3 separate regions of the Sus scrofa genome follow, and regions 1 and 2 are each linked to region 3. The links are chromatin contacts, called in public Hi-C maps. All regions are on one chromosome and are shown on one strand. Each heading gives the region's core, a stretch centred on a gene start, on an enhancer-like site or on the middle of the called end of the contact. The rest is flanking DNA. Distances are from core to core; before and after follow the strand shown. Region 1 holds the start of B3GNT9 (UDP-GlcNAc:betaGal beta-1,3-N-acetylglucosaminyltransferase 9). Region 2 holds the start of FHOD1 (FH1/FH2 domain-containing protein 1). Region 3 has its middle 15 kb from the start of CBFB.

The links. Hi-C and Micro-C count contacts between places; a contact is called where the count stands out from the background.
Region 1: a Hi-C map of skeletal muscle shows a contact between it and region 3, with 5 times the contacts expected there. The contact joins the promoter of B3GNT9 here to the enhancer-like site in region 3. A contact is called at or near these places in 3 of 5 promoter capture datasets (fetal skeletal muscle and liver), 12 of 47 Hi-C or Micro-C datasets (alveolar macrophages, embryonic fibroblasts, fetal liver and 7 more) and 2 of 2 datasets of contacts at active chromatin or transcription factors (alveolar macrophages and skeletal muscle).
Region 2: a Hi-C map of retroperitoneal adipose tissue shows a contact between it and region 3, with 1.8 times the contacts expected there. The contact joins the promoter of FHOD1 here to the enhancer-like site in region 3. A contact is called at or near these places in 2 of 5 promoter capture datasets (fetal liver and liver), 5 of 47 Hi-C or Micro-C datasets (embryonic fibroblasts, liver, mesenteric adipose tissue and 2 more) and 2 of 2 datasets of contacts at active chromatin or transcription factors (alveolar macrophages and skeletal muscle).

What each region holds. Positions count from the first base shown.
Region 1 is chr6:27,796,201-27,800,560 of Sscrofa11.1, forward strand. B3GNT9 (UDP-GlcNAc:betaGal beta-1,3-N-acetylglucosaminyltransferase 9) reads right to left here and starts at 1,258. Exons shown (of 2, transcript XM_021094042.1): 1 at 605-1,258. It overlaps TRADD (tumor necrosis factor receptor type 1-associated DEATH domain protein), which reads right to left. Exons shown (of 5, transcript XM_021094050.1): 2 at 3,782-3,940; 3 at 2,630-2,907; 4 at 2,374-2,548; 5 at 1,394-2,230. The coding sequence starts at 3,932. The coding sequence ends at 1,920. It overlaps LOC110260943 (a long non-coding RNA gene), which reads left to right. Exons shown (of 2, transcript XR_002344558.1): 2 at 1,919-3,122.
Region 2 is chr6:27,881,557-27,885,946 of Sscrofa11.1, forward strand. FHOD1 (FH1/FH2 domain-containing protein 1) reads right to left here and starts at 1,521. Exons shown (of 24, transcript XM_021094071.1): 1 at 1,241-1,521. The coding sequence starts at 1,441. SLC9A5 (sodium/hydrogen exchanger 5) reads left to right here and starts at 1,607. Exons shown (of 15, transcript XR_002344560.1): 1 at 1,607-3,295.
Region 3 is chr6:27,667,257-27,671,612 of Sscrofa11.1, forward strand. No RefSeq gene overlaps it. Among named protein-coding and RNA genes, the nearest start is that of CBFB, 15 kb to the right of the region's middle. Within about 2 kb of position 1,700, at least 12 of the 83 cell types and tissues checked have an H3K27ac peak or open chromatin away from gene starts, as enhancers often do. A contact at or near this core is called in retroperitoneal adipose tissue and skeletal muscle, where this site is marked.

The DNA of each region.
Region 1 (4,360 bases), core at 8-2,507, 130 kb after region 3:
CTCATGCCAATTCTCTCTTCCTGGAACTCAGAGCCCATGCACTGGAGTGGACAACCCCCACCTCCCACTTTCCCACTTTGCCCCAGAACTTTTTTTTTTTTTTTTTTTTTTGTCTTTTTGCCTTTTCTAGGGCCGCTTCCCACGGCATATGGAGGTTCCCAGGCTAGGGGTCTAATCAGAGCTGTAGCCGCTTGTTCTACACCAGAGCCACACTAACTCGGGATCCGAGCCTCGAGCCGCATCTGCGACCTGCACCACAGCTCACAGAAGCGCTGGATCCTTAGCCCACTGAGCGAGGCCAGGGACCTAACCTGCAACCTCATGGTTCCTAGTCGGATTCGTTAACCACTGTGCCACAATGGGAACTCACCTGCCTCAAAACTTCTGAGGGCAGACTACAGGAGCTGGCACTGCTGCCCAATGCCACCCTCTTTTCAGTGGCTATGACTGCTCCTTCTGACTTCTTCCCCCCAGTGTTCTTCCTCACAAAGTAAACCCTCCATTCTGAGCCTCACTCTCCTGTTCATAGACTTCTCAGGAGTCCTCTACTGCTTCTCCCTCTGGCTTCAGTTTGTCCCCACCACGTCCCAGAAACAACCCCCACCTGTTAGCCTTTGCCTTGACTCTTCAGCCTTGGGGGATGGCAGCCTCCATCACAGCAGGCGTGAATTCCCCTGGCTTTCAAATCTAGGTTTCCTCCCTCCTCTTTGGGCTGCTCTTTTATTGGTCTTTAGGACCTCCCCTTGGGCACCCACTCCCACCTGTACGGTTCTAAATCCTTAGCCTTGACCCTCTCCTGAACTTAAAACCATAGGCACAGCTATCCTTGGACTCTCCTTGGATGTCATGCCCAACTTGTCCCAGACAAAGCAAGCACTTCACCTCCCCCAGGACCCCTATCTCGGCAGGCAGCTCCACCCTCCACCCAGCTGGCAAAGGCAGAAACTTTGAGGTCCTCTCCACCAAGCTTGTTATCCTTTGTCCTGAACAGCTCTCAGGGTTCATCCCTTCCCTCCATCTCTGCTGCCAGCTGCTGCAGTCTGGACCACTGTCCTCTCTCAGTCTGCATCCTTACCAGCCTCCCAGCCTCATCTACCAAAACCCTTTAAAGGCTTCTCATTGGCCTCTGGATAAAATCCAACTCAAAATGGCTTACCAGGCCCCATGCCATCTGCCTCCCCCACTCACCAACAGGTCTCTGCAAATCCACCTACCCCTAGAGCCAGCCAGTCTAAACCTTCTCAGTCTAAGCCCTCCCTCTCAGCTTCCTTAAGACCTCAGCTGAGTCTGGCCATGCCCAGAATATTGACTTTCTCTTCCCCTCCCCCCATTCATACTCATTTCTCTCCCAGGAAGTTTCACCCCTGCTCAGCTGCAACCCCAATTCCTTGTATTTTTCACATCAAAAAGTGGGTAGTATTTTATTACTGATGCTTAATATTCAGAGTACCATACTGAGTGTCAACTGGGAGCAGGCAGGATTCGTGTATCTTGTTTCAGCACAATATTTGGAACACTTAAGATGATGCCTAAGATACAGCAGGTCCTTAATGAATTAATGAATAATAATTGTTCATTCGGTGAATGAAGAGGTAAGGTCTGGCTGAAAGCCCCTCTTCTGGGGTGGGAGAGGGTGAGGCAGACTTCTGCAGCAGGTCACCAGTTAACTCTGTCTCTATCATAGTATTTAGAGCAGAACCTCCAGCAGGCATAATGGATGCTTGTCCGTCTCCCGGAGAGGGCAGTCACCTCTGCCCAGCAGCTCCAGCAGCTCAGCGAAGTGGGGTTGAGTGTCATCTCAGAGTCCCATGGATGGACAGAAGATCAGCAGTAGCAGCAGAAGGGAACCTATGGTCATCCAGGTGCCCCAAACCCTGGCTGGGCAACTGGCTGACCACCCTCTTTCTCTGGTACTCAGTCTAGGCCAGGCTGCCATCGGGATTCGCCAGGCCCAGCAAGTCTTCTGCCAGGCTGGTGAGCTCGTTCTCCTCAAGGGCCTCTACCAGGCGCTGCAGCGTGGCTCGGCGGCCCTCGGCCTGCACAAAGCGCCGCAGCAGCTGAAAGGCCTGCTCGTACAGCCCTTCGCGCTCGTATTCATAGGCCAGTGAGTCAAGAGCCGGGTCCCGCAGCGCCCGGCAACCACGCTGCAAGGAGCGCCCCACCTTGCGCCACTTGAGGCCCACTGAGCGCGCAAACGTCAGTTGGTCCTGCAGGCTCAGCGGCCGGTTCACTGCAGGGGGAATGGGAAGTGGCGTGAGCTGGGGAGAGGAGACACTTCCATTCCCACCCTGCGACTATCCTGCCCAGACCTCGCCCCTCCCCAGACTCCATCCTACAGAGGACCCAGCCTTTGCCGCTCTCCGGGCACCTCACCGACAGGCTGACCCTGGAACAGAAAAGTCTGGCCAGACGGCGGTGGCGGCAGCTTCTCCGCAGTAGAGGTGGCTGGAGCGCCCTCCACGTCACCCCCTTGGCCCCCTGAGCCGCAGGTCAGATTTCTGAGCGCATCCTCCAACTCTGTGAGTTCCTCATCCCGGAGCCGGTCAGGCTAGGGAGGAGAGTGCGGCATTGGTGGGGTCTTAGCCTCGGATCCCCACCCCACCTCACCCTGGCCCCAGCCCGGCCGCACCTTCTGGGCGAAGATGAAATTCAAACAGCGTTCCTCGTCTGTCAGCAAGGCGTCCAGCCGCTCTGCGCTGGCGCGCAGCTCCAGTTGCAAAGGCACGGAACTCAGGGCCAGAGCAGCCTCCAAGCACGCCTGCAGAGCGGTGCGCAGTGCCCCCTCGCGGTAGGCCCGGAGGAAGCGGCTGCAGGCCTGGCGCCCACAGAAACGCAATTGAACAATCAGCTGCGGATCGCTGCGGTGAATCTTGAGCATCTGCAGCTCCTCCGGGCTCCCGCCACTCTCTGCGGAGGCGGGCAGTCAGGCACCACGAGGTCCCCTATCGGGCCCGTTCTCCAAGAGGCCAGAGGAGGAACGAAGCCCGAGGTCAGACTCCCTCCCTATCCCCAGACCTGGGGGCAAGGGTATAACCCAGAGCTCCCAGCAGGGAAGCAAAATTGGGAGGCAGACAACAACAACCCAGAATAAAGGCCAAGACCTCTCACAGAGAGCACCTTAAGACGGAGTGGGTGTCACTTTAGCCCCGTCCTTGAATCCTCAAATGAGGGTGGGCACAAGGGATGTGGGAGACTTTGCAGAGTAGAAAAAGGGGCATTTATCCTGGGCAGCCAAGCCTTCTGAGTAGGTGACTGTCGGGCCAGGGGAGGGGGCTGGAAGTCTCAGGTCTTCAGCCTCCTAGAGTGCAGCTCCCCTTCTCCCCCTGCCCGGAGGCTGGGGCCATATCCCCCCAACCGGCTTTAACCTCCTGTGGCCTCTGCCCTGAGATGGGAAAAGAGAAGCCAAAAGGCAGGTACTGGGGGTCTTTGGCAAGGAATGCTGCAGTGAGAGAGGAAAAGAAGAGAGAGATGAGCAATTAGTAGAAAGCAGTGAGCAGGCTGATTGGGAGAGTGGGGGGTATTGAGCAGGGGCACTTGAGCACACACATAAGTAGATCATAGACAGAGGGACACAGATCTATGCCCAAGGGCACACATGAAGAGAAGACAGAGCCTACACAACCAGGCGTCCTCCTCCTCCCTTCCCCAACACATCTCTTCCTTTAACCAGTGGTTAAGCACAAGCCCACAGAGTTGAAGAGTTGGGGGTCTCAGCCCTCGGCCCCACCCACAAAGGCCCCAGGCCACCCCTGCCTCTCCAAGGGCCCACCCACTCACGCACCTGCAAGGGCAGTCCGCAGAGCCCTGTACACGGCTGCTTTGTGCTGCTGGTGAGCGTAGGACTCTGACAAGACCACCTTGTCCAGCGAGGACTCCACAAACAGGTATGCGCTGCCCACCCATTCCTCGAGCCCATTTGGCCCAGCTGCCATTCTGCCTCCTGGGGACAGAGACCACCCCCCACCCAGTTGTGGAGACAACTGTCCTGTCCTACGTGGCTCAGCTGTCCCCACCCAGCTGGCACACTTATAAGGGGAAGTTCGTCGTCCCACAGGCAGCCCCCTGTGCTTCTAGCTCTGCATAACCCAACCCAGCTCAGCCAAGATTTGCAACAAGGACCGTCCCTCCACTGCTTTCCCAGAAGGAGCTCAGGGTCACAGTGGTGGGAAAGGAGAGGGACAGTGTTGCAGTGGAAGCAAATTCTGCCCCTTCCTCAGGCCAGGGTACTCTCTTGTCAAAGCTGACTGGAAACATCCTTAGCCTGGGTGGTGCCCATGCCCCACAGCCAACCGGACCCAGGTCCTGGTAGGCCCTCAGCTTAAATTTGAGCCCCAAGGATCCCCGAGGGCTCCACTCCCCC
Region 2 (4,390 bases), core at 271-2,770, 210 kb after region 3:
AGGGAGGTGGCCTCTGGCTGGAGGTGCTTCTTTCAGGCCCATTTCAGTTTGCTCCTTTGAACAGGGCAAGACAAGGAGGAGTGGCATCAAAACTCTGGAGAGGGCAACATGCTACACTCTTCAGTCCTTGTCTTCAAAGCCCTGGCTCTGCTCAGACACGCGCCACTCCCCAGGCCAATAGTCTCAGCACCTCTCCCGCCTGCGCTTGGAGGCGGGGCTGCCCCGCAGCGCTAGGAATGCAAGCTGGGGGCCCGGCGCCTGGGGCACATTCCAGGGGAGACCCTGGGCCCGGGGGGCAAGTTTACGCAACTCGGCGTCCAGCTAAGCCTGGGAGCAGCGGAGGGCACCCCCATCAACTCTCTCCTCTCTTCCTCATCATTTGGTGCGGAATGGCTGGTGGGACACTGCGAGGAGTAGTAGTGCGCCTAGCAGAGTTCTGGCCCGGAAACCAAGTGCACCGGAAAAGGCCGCCTGCGGGGGGCTGCGCGGCTAGCAGAAGGGGAGGTAGGGCCGGCCATCTGGAAATGGGCCTTTCCCGGCACTGTGCACGAGTCGGCTCTGGGGCGCAGGCAAACTAGAGCAGGCCGGCAGTTTAAAATTAGCCCGGCCTGCTCCCTCCCTTCCAGCCCCCGGCGGCTGCCGGCAGCTGCACGGGATGGTGGGGGCGGTGACTCAAAGGACTTTTCCACCAGTGCAGCCTCCCGCCAGTGTCCCGGGTCAGGCTGCTTCCCGGGGACTCCCCCTCACCCCGTGAAGTCTCTTCGCCGCCGCACTCCCAAGCCGAACTTCCACCTGCAGGGACAACACTCAGCCCAGCAGGACCCAATCCAGCCTCTAGACACCTCCAGTGGCCCGCCCCCGGTCCGCCCCTCCTCGTGGTCCCGCTTCCACCTCACCTGAAGCAGATGAAAGCTAGCCGGTCCTCAGCTCCGCCTCCTAGGTCCGCTACCACCCAAACACCTACCGCCACCCTATCCAGAGCAGTTAATCAGGCAAAAAGGCAGCGAGCGAAACCCGAGCGCCTCCCCCAGGTGGGCCTCATTTTCAAGGGACAGCTTGCGTGGCGCGCACAACCACCTCCCTTCTTCAGCTTCCTTCAATTTGAGAAGCGGCCCCCCAAGCCAGGCAACGTAGACCTTGGGTACCTAACCCAAAACTTTCCTGGTAGAGCACCCAAAGGCTTTCACGGCGCCAACCCTGAACCCTTGGTGGCCCCCAGCTTTTCTCCCGCTCCCCTCACCTTGAGCGGCGCCCCCAGCAGGCGGTGCAGCGCGGGTATCTGCGCGCCCAGGGGCAGCGCCCCGTCCAGGCTGCAGGTGGGGGCCCGGCGCGGCTCCGGGAAATTGGCACATGCGAAAGGGTCGGTGTCTTCTAGGTACTGTACCCGCACGGTCACCACTGATACCGGCTCCCCGTCCCCGCGGTCCTCCTCGCCGGCCATGGCTCAGACCCTGGCTCGAGCCGCGCACCTCTGGGCGGGTCCCGGCCCAGCCGCGGCGTCTACTCAACTAGTTCTGCTGTCTGGGCGGGGCCAGACCCGACGCTGGGGGAGAGGGGCGGAGCCATACGGAGGCGGGCCCGAAGAAGGGGGTGGGGCCAATAGTAGTCTCCCAGCGCGCGAGGTGGAAGCAAGCACCGCTGGTGGCGGAGCTTGCAGCCAAGAAATTCAGAGGGCATGATAGTCCTGTTGGTTCATTGGCTAGTCCGGCAGGAAAATTCGAGCTCGCGCACACCCCTTTCGAGAGCGCGCAGAATCTGGGAAGCTCTTTGGGCTTGGGGGCCGTGAAACTGCGCTCTCTTGGGGTTTCTTAGGGCAAGGTGGGTTGGAAGTTTCTTAAGACCATGGGTAGCCAGGTTCCTCTCGGTGTAAGGACGAGATGCTCCTGATTCCTTCAATTGAGGGATGGATGAAGTGGATGGGCTCCCCTTATTTGGGGAAAGCAAGGGAATGGGTCTCTTTCAGCTTGGAGCAAGGAGTGAAAATAGATTACACTCAATTCGAAGGAAAAGGTGGGATCATTTACCTTTAATTGGAGGAAGAAGAAGGACGTGCCCCTCACTCTGGGAAAAGGATGGGATGACAAGTTCTGCGGGGAGGTGAACTTATTACACTCAATTTGAGGGAAGAACTGGGTGGGTTGCCCTTCAGCTGCAAAGAAAAGTGGAATCGGCCCTTTTCTATTTGGGGAGAGATAAGCTGAAAGGCCCTTCAGATTTGGGGGAAAAGGTGGGTAGGTCCCTCTTAGTTTGAAGGGAATCGATAGGGTGCGGTTTCCACAGTTTAGGGAAGATCCCCTAAAAGATAACGTTTGCTTCATTGAGTCTCATGGAAAAAGTGAGACGAGTTCACTGTATTCTAAAGGAAAGGGAGGCCGAGTGCCCCTCGGTTTGGTAAATGAAGAGAAACAACCTCTTTCTTAGCTTGGAATGGGATGGGCCCAATCTGGGCCTTGGGGTTTCTGGGGACGGCGGGGACAGTTGTCCCTCTCGGCTTTCTATTAGAGCCCAGTGCGCGTGCGCAGCTCTGGTGCGGGCGGGGGCGCGAAGGGTCTCAAGCTTCTGAGGGCTGCGCGGAAGTCGGTGGCGCACTGCCCCCTGCAGTCTGCACGGGGCATGCCGGGGCCCGCGGCCTCATTACCCAGGGTCGGCTGCTTACAGCCGGCGGGCACTCCAGTGGCAGTGCCGCATTCCTCCCGCCTGGACCCCGGTCCCTGGCAGACCCCGTCACCCTCGCCTCCGGCCAGTTCTACGCAACGGTGTCCCTAGAGGACTGTGGCCGCTCACGGCTCTGAATCCGGGTCGGGGGAGGTTTAGAGAAGGTTTGGGGGAGCGGACTCGATGGAATAGGTTGCAGGACTTAGGGGAAGGCTGCGCCGGGGAATTTCCAGAGCCGAGACAGATTTAGAGCGGAGGAGCAAGGGTCCAGACTGCCGACGCTCAGGGCAGGGGCTCCGAGTCCGGACCTGGCTTGGGGGAATCGGAACTAGGATTGGGGGCAGCGGGCCCCACGTGCTCGTGACGCGGGGGCGGTCGGTAGGCGGTGGCGGCGACGCGAGGCCGGCGGCCGTGGGGCGCCGGGAGGGGTGCTAGGTTGGCGGCAGGATGTTGCGCGTCGCACTGCCGCTGCTCGGGCTGCCCCTGGCGGGGGCGGGAACAACCGAAGAGCCCACCCTGGAGCTGGGGTCGCCGGGTGAGCCTCCCCCGGGATTGGCGCTCTTCCGCTGGCAGTGGCATGAGGTGGAGGCGCCCTACCTGGTAGCCCTGTGGATCCTGGTGGCCAGCCTGGCTAAGATCGGTGAGTGCGTGTGTGCGTCTGCTTGGGCGGGCGGGTGGCCGGCAGCGGACCCGCCCCCAATCCCGAGTCCCCAGATCACGGCCGGCTTCTTGGCGTGCCCCGACTTAGGTTCCTCCCCTTCTTGCGTGGGAGCCCTGAGGATTTGCCTTCTCAGGCTGCCCCAGCTCTCTCCAGCCTCATCCCTATACTGCTTTTCCCTTTCTCTCCCCTCTTCTTGCAGTAAGCCCAGTTTACCCTCTCCTCCAACCCCCAGCCTCCTAAAAACCTGTCAGTGGTGAGGGACGTGTGTGGACATTGAAGGGAGGCTGTTCTCTGGCAAACCCAGGCATCCTGGTCCTGTGGAAGCAGCCTTCCCTGGAGGCCACGTCCAAGTGTCCATTCTCTTTGGATACTAAACTGCCACTTTTCTTCTGACCCCCTCTGCTCTCCTAAAGGTGCCCCCCTTCAGGTCTGCCTTCTTTCCACTTCAGGGTATAAGAAACTTCCATTTATTGGGGCCTTACTATGTGCTGCCTGCCTTAGATGCTTTCTTACATCCAACCTCCTTCAGTCTGTACAATATTGAAGGTTGTATTTCAGAGTCCTTTCCTTGAGTAGAACTGCTTTTCCTTGCCTCTGTCCCTTCCTCCCCACTTCTGAGCAGCCAGTGGTCTCTCCTCCCACCAGAGACCCTCCTCCCTCTCCCTGTTGTGCAGGCTCTGCTGTGGGGTGACTAATTATAGCTGAGCGTTGCTACTCTCTCCCCATCTATGCTGGCACAGCCTGTACTCCATCCTCACCAATACAGTCTTCATGTAGGAATCACATAGCCTAGAATTTGCCCCCCACTTCTCCCAGGGACACAGTCAGGGGGGCTGGGCAGGAACAGAAGAACTCTCCATTCTGCTTTGGCAGCCCATTAATAATGGAAAAAAAGGGCTTGAAATGCCTTCAGGGAACCTAGTTCTGAAAATAGGCTTTTATGAAGGGTTTTGGATTGCAGGGCTGGGTATTAATGCATGCTGTGGAAATAAGGGTGGAATAGGGTCCCTGAAGGAGAGGAGAGGGGCCCAAAGGTAGGGATGAGAGTGGGGAGAGCTATGGCTGAGCTCACCT
Region 3 (4,356 bases), core at 450-2,949:
GATGGTTGGAGGAGTGGGGAGAACCCCTATCAAGCAAAAGTTTATCTTCACAACAATGTTGTCACATGGATTTCATTAATCCTATTCTACCAATAAAGAAATCAAGGCAGGAGATGAGCTAGTGGTGGCAGAGTGGGAATTTGATCCATACCTGTCCGACTTACCCTGCTACCTCCATCCAGACCTAGAACAATCCCTGAGGGAGTGTGGCCTCCAGAGGATGTGTGACAGCTCCAATTTCAGGGGAGGCATAGCTAGAAGAACATCTCTGCCCACCCCTAACCAGGGGACAGGCAACTAAATAGCCACTCATCATAGAAGCCAGAGTGAGGACTGGGAGCTTAGGCCCCCTGGGCAACCTGTGAAGAACTCAGGAGGCTCTGGCTGGGGTCTGGTTGGGCTTGATTCCTCCCAGTGCCTACAGGGGACATCTTGCCCAGGAGATCCTGAGGTCTGACCCCAGGCTGTTCCAGCCCTGCTTTGGAAGGCCTCTCAGTTCTCCCCTCCTCAAGCTCTGCCACACAGGTCTGCAGAAGGGGTCTTCTCCAAGCAGCCACCCACCCGCCCAGAGGCTATCCTTGCCCAAATTAGAGGGAGCGCAGCTGAGCTGGAGCCAGGGCTGGCCAGGCTGGGGCAGAAGTGAGAATTCTAGAGGACTCTCCCAGAACCCTGGGACCTCCTCAAGGAATTCAAGCCAGTAAGAACTCGGGTGGGCAGGCTGGGTGCTGGGCTGGGCCCCTGCCTCCCATAGTCCCTGCCTCATACCCTCCCCAGCCATCCAGGAGAGTACCCCTCTTCCTGTCTGCCCCTCCCCATAGCACTGCTGGAAGAGGGCATTGTAGAGGCCTACCTGCTGCCCTGTCTCCACCCCATCTTCACACCCTCACCCAGATCCCTTGAGGACCCCCCAGAGCTTTTCCTAAATCCCCTGCCAGACCCCGCGCCCCAGGGAGAGGTTCTCAGAACTGACTGGATCTTGGTGAGGATCCCAGGACTCTTCTGTGGCTTTTCCCCAAGTTCACCTCCACTCGCCAGGGCCACTTTGAGCACGAAAGCGCCCCGGAGCAAAGCTGGCCTAGGAAAGGCGCGCACACGCGGCTCAGCTCGGCCTGAGCCCCACTCCCTGCTCCGGAAGCGGCGCCCCTTCCTCTCCTCCAACACCCCCAGCTTTCCACCCCCGAAGCAGCAATTACCGGCTGGGGCGGCTGAGGAAAGGCCAATTAGTGCGGGAGACGTGGCCCCTCGGCGGTGCCCGCGCCAACCGCAGCCCCCGCAGCGCCGCAGCCGCCGCCCGCCCCCTGCCCGCCGCCAGCGCCAGCCGCCTGCGAGCCCCGGGGGACGCGCCTTCCCGGCTCCCGCCAACTGCTGTGATGGATCCAGTTGCCTGGCGTGGGGCCAGGGCCTGGGCGGACTCGAGGGCGCCGGGAGCTGTAACCCGCCGCCGCTGGGTGGTGGGTGGGGGCGAGGGGAGTGGGGCTCCCCTCTCTGTGAGGGCTCCTGCGCCCCAGGACTGCCTGCGCCCAGACGCCTGCCTTCAGTCGCCAGGCAGGCGGGCAGCAGCCGGTGGTCTGGGGGTGGGGGGCCCCCCCAGTAGTAGGCTAGCGATTGAGGCTCCAGGCAGGGGTGAGTTCTGCCCAAGCTCTCTTGTGGCCTCATGGCCCGCCTGGCTTGGGACCTCCAAGGCCCAGGCCCAGGCTGACCAAGCCCGGAGCAGTTCCCTGTTGGTGGCCCTGGCTGGGCTTGGCTTTAGAAACCCTCCTCCCATGCTGGATAGAGCCCACTTGGCAGAGAAGTGGGTAGAAGAATGGGTGGGCCATGCACGGCCTCTGACCTTTTTCCCTGAGGAGTGAACACATGGACTTAGTCTCCCGGGTCCCTGTCTTGTACAGCCTGCCTCGCCAACCTGTTGGGAGACCTAAGAGGGATCTTGCCCTCCTGGAGCCCTCAGGCTGCGTGGGCAGAAGCTCCAGGTGCTTGGTTGGGATCCCAAGCTAATGGCAGCTCTGAGGTCCAGGGAGGCTTCAGGTGAAGGAAAAGGAGACAGACACCACCACTTCAAGGCCTCCCCTTCCTCAACTGACTCCTTTCCAGGCCAAGCGGGACATGCTGGGGCCCTGGAGTGAGAGACAAGGTGGGCCTATGCCCAGGACACACTCTGGATGAGGCTGAAGAAGTGAAGAAACAGTGGGGAAGGCTTCAGTAGGAAGGTTCACACAGGGCCTTCACCAAAGAGATCTGCTACACGATACTTCTCTTTCCCCCACAGGCACCACAAGGGACTGCATTAAGGCGCCGAGGGCCCTGAGCAGCCCTGGATGCAGTGGCATGGATGCCCAGGTGGCCCTTTCTCTTGCTCCCAACCCCACACAGGTCTGACCTTGGTAGGGAAGGGCTGGGGCCTGCCTTGTGCCCTAGAACCTTATTCTATGACAGAGAGGGGATCCCCTCTCTAAAGGAGTAAGAACTCCTCTTTCTACGTCCCAAGGTCATTAGCTGTGGGATGAGAGGGGACAGAGAGACTGTGAGAAATCGGGGTTGGGGACTGAGTGAGGACGGGAGATAAACACACCACTTGAGTCCTTGGTGGAATGAGGTGACAGAGCATTAAATTAAAGCATGAGGAGGAGTTTCCATTGTGGCTCAGCAGTTAACAAACCCAACTAGCATCCATGAGGATATGCGTTCGATCCCTGGCCTCACTCAGTGGGTTAAGGATCCAGTGTTGCTGTGGCTGTGGTGTAGGCCAGCTGCTACAGCTCTGATTGGACCCCTAGCCTGGGAACCTCCTTATGCCATGGGCGCGGCCCTAGAAAGACAAAAAAGACACACACACACAAATACACAAATTAAACATGAGGAGAGGCGTGAAGACCAGTAGAAGAGACAGTGGAATGATCTGTTGAAAAAGTCAGGGAGTGGAGGAAAGAAACAGAAGCAGATAGACACAGGCCCAGGCAGACAAGTGGACAGAGAGCCAGGGCAGTGCTGGGGGCTGCTCAGGCTGGAAAAGGGAGCACTCGGGTTCTCAGAAGGTGGCAGTGGGCAGGGAGCTGTTTCTCATCCGAGTTGTCTGACCACTGAGACCCCCGGGACACTCTAGAAAGGGTCATGGAAAAGCTGACCTGTCATGGGCTGGGCTGGGATGTCGGGAAAGGCTTCCAGGAGGAGCATCTGGATAGGAAAAACTGGAGGGGGTGGAGGTGGAGAGGGAGGGGGAGCTTTCAGAGGGTACAGTGGGAGCCAAGGCCTGGAGGCAGGAGTTAGCCTGCTCCATCCCACCAGTTCTGAGTCACACTGAAATGGGCCCAGAGCTGGAGCACCAGGCCTGTAAGCCTGGGAGGGAGCATGGCCTCTACCCTGAGGCACTAGGGAGCCATGGAGAGGAGTGTCCTGGTCAGGCTTATCTTCCAGAAGGAGGTTACAGAGTACAGAGCTACTGGAGGAGGGGAGGGGAGGAGGAGGGGAACGGGGGAGGGTGCTGCAGAACTGGATGATGAGTCCTTCATGGAACAGAGCAATCGAATCATAAAGCAGATGGAGCTTGGAGTTGCCATCGTCATGGCTCAGTGGTTAACGAATCGGACTAGGAATCATGAGGTTGCGGGTTTGATCCCTGGCCTCACTCAGTGGGTTAAGGATCCAGCATTGCTGTGAGCTGTGGTATAGGTCACAGATGCGGCTCAGATCCCACACTGCTGTGGCTGTGGTGTAGGCTGGCAGCTACAGCTTCAATTGGACCCCTAGCCTAGGAACCTCCATATGTCGCAGGTGCAGCCCTAGAAAATACAAAAGAAAAAAAAAAAAAGGACAGATGGAGGAGTTCCTGTCATGGTTCAGCGATTAATGAACCTGACTAGCATTCTGACAGCATCCATGAGGACGTGGGTTCGATCCCTGGCTTCACTCAGTGGGTTAAGGATCCCGTATTGCCATGAGCTGTGGTGTAGGTTGCAGAGGCAGCTCGGATCCCACATTGCTGTGGCTGTGGCATAGGCTGGCAGCTACAGCTTCAATTGGACCCCTAGCCTAGGAACCTCCATATGTCACAGGTGCAGACCTAAAAAAAAAAAAATGACCAAAAAAAAAAAAAAGAAAGAAAGAAAGAAAGAAAAGGCAGATGGACAGGACTTGATGACAGATGAGGCAGGGGAGGGAGAAGCTGAGAGAGATTCCTATGTGTCCTATTGTTCCAAGGAGCTTTGGGCCAAAGCAGGAGGTCAGCTCTGAGTGCTCCCCACCCCCAGCCACAGGATGGCCCCTGGCTCAGAGGTCTCCCACCCACCACCTAGCTCAGCCTGGGAACTCACCAAGTGGAACCCTCCCAAGGCCTCTATCCCAACAAACTGGGGCCCAGCA